2 separate regions of the Sus scrofa genome follow, and region 2 is linked to region 1. The links are chromatin contacts, called in public Hi-C maps. All regions are on one chromosome and are shown on one strand. Each heading gives the region's core, a stretch centred on a gene start, on an enhancer-like site or on the middle of the called end of the contact. The rest is flanking DNA. Distances are from core to core; before and after follow the strand shown. Region 1 has its middle 330 kb from the start of CDH2. Region 2 overlaps CDH2 (cadherin-2).

The links. A called contact is a pair of places that touch in the nucleus more often than the background predicts.
Region 2: a Hi-C map of epiblast stem cells shows a contact between it and region 1, with 1.6 times the contacts expected there. The contact joins two enhancer-like sites. A contact is called at or near these places in 2 of 47 Hi-C or Micro-C datasets (embryonic fibroblasts and epiblast stem cells).

The regions. Positions count from the first base shown.
Region 1 is chr6:112,301,192-112,303,891 of Sscrofa11.1, forward strand. No RefSeq gene overlaps it. Among named protein-coding and RNA genes, the nearest start is that of CDH2, 330 kb to the right of the region's middle. Within about 2 kb of position 1,345, at least 6 of the 83 cell types and tissues checked have an H3K27ac peak or open chromatin away from gene starts, as enhancers often do. A contact at or near this core is called in epiblast stem cells, where this site is marked.
Region 2 is chr6:112,452,295-112,454,994 of Sscrofa11.1, forward strand. It overlaps CDH2 (cadherin-2), which reads right to left. Exons shown (of 16, transcript XM_021096205.1): 6 at 1,741-1,885. Among named protein-coding and RNA genes, the nearest start is that of CDH2, 180 kb to the right of the region's middle. Within about 2 kb of position 1,312, at least 4 of the 83 cell types and tissues checked have an H3K27ac peak or open chromatin away from gene starts, as enhancers often do. A contact at or near this core is called in epiblast stem cells, where this site is marked.

The DNA of each region.
Region 1 (2,700 bases), core at 95-2,594:
GGACCTCCTCTTGTCAGACAACTTGTGCAAGTGGTTATTTTCACCGTTGACCAGGGCAGGCAGTTTCAGTCCATGGTTCCCTAACAGAACTGCAAAAGTAGATTCTCATTCAGACTAGTGAACCCAGGAATCTAGATCCTTCTGTTCCTCTTCCTTTTCCTTTCACTCATCCCACAGATTCTAGGCATCTACCTGATCTCAGCAGTTCCTTGGGAGCCTTAATGGGGCAAGGGTTCAATTGGGGAATTTCTGCTTAACCTACTCTATTAACCTCTCACAACATAATGCTAAAACAGGGGTTAATTTCAAAAATTCTGTTAAACAATTAGATGTTGCAGAGAGAAATCAATCCAGTCGCGTTGTATCCTATATTGGGCAAAAATAGAACAAGTTTCTAAATGACTGTTTTTTTTCAACTGTTCAACATAAACACCTCATTTTGTTTCACCTAAACAATTGAAAATACGTCCCAAATAATATTTCCCCAGGTGCCAGTTTGGACAGCCCAGGCCACATTTTAAAACTTATTTATGAATCAGTGAATTAAATATCAGTAATAGACATTCTATTCTTTATTCACATTCTCAAAGACACTGTATATGTATATTTCTTGAGCAATAGCTGAGACATAAAATGGAATGGTACGTTTAATTTTTTCCCAGAAGAGAAATGATTTGGTAAACAGCATTATCTTGAAAGCAGCTAGTTCTTTTTAATGCTTATCATGCTTTCCTTGTATTCAGTTTAAATGTCACACATCAGCATCTATAGGTGGGCTATTGTCGGTGACCTTTATATATTATGTTGAAAAAGCACCAGGAATTTCTCTTTTTTTCCTGTATTTTCAAAGAAATGGAAAAACTTCAGCCCACTCTTTCACTGCCAGAAACATTTGCAGTTTCAGAGCTCAATGTTCTGTTACATGACATCGCAATTGCAGTCAATATATATTGATGACAAATTGAACAGAATTACATGGATCCCTTGAGCACTAGGAGTGAGGTGTGTGTGGGGGGGTAAGGTTTGAAATCTCTTAATAGGTTTTGTATGTGCCTCTGTAGAAAATGGTAACCTTAACAGAGGGCCTCGTGGATTCGTAAATAATAAGAGAAGCATTTATGTCTAAACATAAAGCTGTCCTAGAGTGTTTTTAAAAACGTGTGTATATACACATATATGATGACTCTACCCTTCATTATAAATTAACAACCGAAAAAAAGGTAGATAATTAAATGCTAATGATTCAAACTGGGTGCTTATGTTTTGGATTACTTGCTTCATAGGGTTAGCATTTAAATGGTCACTTTGAAGTTAACAAACAGCCATTAAGATGCATCAAGGGAGTTCTCCATTTTTTGCAGTCATTGTTTTCATCTGGCTGGCTACAGGCTCAACGAAACAGCAGAGATGGGATTTACATAGCGAAGGCTATTTTTGTTAGTGGGAGGGATGAAACCTTTTCTTCCAAATAAATAAATGAGAGGGATGGTCTTGAGAGACTGGCATGTGGGAAAAACTAAATCTTCTGTCCCCCTTCTCCGTCAGCCTTGAGATTTCCATTGTTCTTTCCTTTTTCCCTTGAAGGCTTCAATGCAAATTTTTTAGTTCCCAAGCCTTTGCCTTGCACGTTGCTCACAGCCTCTCAGCCCCCTCTCAAAGGATTCCTTGGATACTGAGCCAACTGTCTACGAGATTCATTATTCTGGACTTTCTGGGGTTAATACCCAAATCCTCTCCTGTGGCAGTACAAGTCAGAGGAGGAATGGAGGGGGGAAATTACATGAAAATTCCTAAAGGCATTGTCTATTGAAAAGAGGGCAATAATTAAAAGATAATGTGAAAGGAGAGAGAACATTCTCACAGGATAATGGTCTCCTGCTGCTACAAGAATGCAGGGGCAAAGCCAGCACTGTTTATGGAAAATAAATGCCAGAGTGAGGGAGGTTAAGACATTTACTTTCAAATCAGAAGAGCCAGTCCCTGGGCAGAGTCCTGTGATTCCCTATTATCAAAACTGATGGAATAATTTTATCCAGTAGATATTCATGCAGAAGACAGGTGCTTGCTATGTTATTAGTAGCTGGAAAAGTTAGAGGCCTTCTTATTCATAGATGGATGATAGTTGGATGGAGGGATAGATGGATGGATAGACAGATAAAACTCTGGTTCTGCTTTCAGCTCATTAAGAAAGGTGCAAGTACAGCAAAATTTTTAGCATGGCCTTCACTAGGCTGTGCTCAGATTCCAGCTACTTAATATCTGCCTGTGTTCTATAGAAACTTGCTAAGAGCAACATTCTTTCCTTTGTGGAATAAGGAATAAGAATAAAATTGCTCCTGAGAGGGAAACTGAAAGATGAAGGATCTGGTATCTGGTAGGGGTAGTGAGGAGGCAGTCTTTACAGCGGAAATATTTTAGGAAAAGTGGGGCTTTTTTTTTTTTTTTTTTTTTTCTGCCTCACCTGCAATATGCAGAAGTCCCCTGTCAAGGGATCAAACCAGCACCACAGCTGTAACCAGAACCACAGCAGTGACAATGCCAGATTCCTTAACCAGGGGAGGCAGGAGGGAGCTCCAAATGGGGCCTTTCAATACCCTCACATCACACCCATAAGACTAATTCAAGTGCTATTGTTCTCAGAAGGAATTCTAAAGGAATTGCAAATTTGTTTCCAATAATTGTAAGTGAAAACTAGATTGT
Region 2 (2,700 bases), core at 62-2,561, 150 kb after region 1:
GAATTAACTAAGGCTTGTTCACATAATTCAGAGCCTGTCCCTCTAAATAAGACACCCTATTTATGGGCCGACTTTGATTATTTTTCCCCAAAAAACTTTCTTGCACATTTGCTTATTTGCCTTTTATTTTTATCCTCTACTAGACTTTAAGCTCCAACAGGGCACAATGAGCTTGTCCCTGCTGTATCCAGGGTCAGAACAGTACCCTGGCACACAGCGCATGCTCTGTACACATTTGTTGAATGAATGAATGGTTACAAAAAAGAAGTTTTGGACTCTTGAACCAAGATGGTGCTTAAGGGATTGCACTTAAGTTTCACTCAAAACTCATGACATTATCAAACGGTGCCTAGAAGGATGTTTTCAAACTTAGAGAACCACGGCAGAAATCGACTCGCGAAATGCCTTTACTTCTGATCATTGAGAGTCATTTATTTATGGGAGGCCTTGATGGGAATTTATGGTCAAATGCATAATGGGAATTTATGGTCAAATGCATAATAAATATTTCCATAAAAGTGCTTGGCCATTTTTGTGAAACAACACTTTTTAATAAAGTTAGGAAAAAAAAAAAATAGATGAAAAAAGACAGTGAATGGGTTTAAAAAAACCAAGACAACTTCCCCAGACAAAAAAGCACAATGTTTATTTATCTTTAGAATATACGTAGAAGCCTTTTGTTTTACTAAGGATATGTTTAACAGTACTCGATTTTTAAAATGCTCATGACTGCCGCTCTGAAATGTGACTCAAGATGGAGCCACAGATGGTTGAACTTCCTCCACAGGCCCTGTTGTCTCACCCCAGCTGCCCCATCCCCCCCCTGCTCTTCTGAGGAGACAGACAAGGGTATTCGGACCAGGAAAAGTGCCAGTTTAAGGCATAGCTGGTTATATCTTCAAATTCGCTTATGCACAAACTTCTATAGATGACGAAAGGAATATAGAACATAAGCTAAATGTCAAGGCTTTCTTAAAAACAATATTAAAATATAATTAATTGTCTCTCCAAACACCAAATCATCTCAGGAAAGCTGGCGAAATGTTTCCTTTTGCCATCTCTATGCCAACTGATTTTCTTGTCCATGAGTTTTTCCAACTCAATAGGCCTTTCTGGCCTCGCTATTCTCCTGTGACTGAAGTTTATAGGGTTTTTGGTACAAGAATCTAAAACCTTAGTCAAACATCACTTCACAATGGCGAGAGGCGTTTTGGCAACTGCTGTTTCTAGGCTGGGTCACTTTCCATGACATTAGTTTAAATACAAGGGCTGCAGGGGACAAGGGTCACCCTAAAAGTCAACATCTAGTGTAGCCAGGAAACAGCACTAAGTTGTCACCAAGCCCCCTCTCCGCTGTTAGTTTTGACTCACTGCCTGGCCCCAGGAGCACCAAGTGTTTTAAGACTCTCCAATTGTTTTAGGTGCTGCTATGACTTATAAAATCTGCACTTTAGGAACAGAAAGGATCATACAGATGTTATAGTAAGAGAATCAGATACTATAGCATATATTTTTTCAAAGGTGGAAAAAGTTATAGTGGGCCCTAGAGGGATATTTTTTCTGTTTTCTCTCTGAAATCCAATTTTCCTTAAGTTTCCCCTTTTCCCTAAAAGCGGTAGGAATGAAAGAAAACGCTCACACGATTTCTCCTTATTTTGCTATATAAGCACATATATACAATAGTGCTGGGTTACACTACACGTTCTCAAGCAATCTCCAAATTGTGATCTTCAAACTTACCAGGCTTGGATCCCTCGGGAACCGTGCCATTCCACACCTGGTGTAGGAACTCAGGTCTGTTATCATTCATGTCAATAACATTGATGACGATGTCAATGGGGTTTTCCACTTGATTCCCATTAATATCCACGGCATGTGCCCTCAACTGCAAAGGTAATTAGAAAACAAAACATTTAACAGATTTATGTCTCAAGGAAAAAGATAAAATACACCCTAACCATGCTACCAAAACGGCACGTATGGACCACAAAAGCTCCACATCCCATCAAAATTAAAGTTAGCCAAATTCTATATAATTAGGGGAGAATTAGCAGAAAAAGTTTCTGCCTGCTATTGGCCAGGCTTCCTGCTCAGAGCTCTATGGATTTTAACTCAATCTATATACAAAAGAGTTAGGTAAAACTCATCTGCATTTGAAGGCAAGGCAACTGAGCTATAGAAAAGCTAAGTCACTTTATTCTATTGACAGAACCCCTATCCAAAGCCAGTTCTGTCCAGCTCTTAAATCCTTTCACTAAGTCTACCTAAATGAGCCAGGGTAATTAAAAATGTGCTACTTGGACAGAGTAGTCAGAGACATCAAGAGAACAAGAGAAAAGATGAGCATCTAGAAAGAATTAAGTGTGCACAAGAAATACTGACTCTTTTTTATTGTAAAAGTCATTTGTAAATATTAAAAGTACATCAGATAGTTGTTCCTCTCCCAAGGTTGAGTTCTCAGTATTAAAGTTATCCTAGAAAAGGCAAAAAGACAAAAAATAAAAATAAAAATAAAAACAAAAAAATAAAAAAATAAAGGTATCCTGCTATATTTTATCTTTGTCTTCCTTTTTGAACAAACACAATCACTTGGCTACTCTTGGCAAAATATCTTCAAAATCTTTTCATCCCTGACATAGAAAACCATTTCAATCTTTTCAAAAGCAGTGTAGTGTTCCATTGAATTGTTTCTTTTTAACT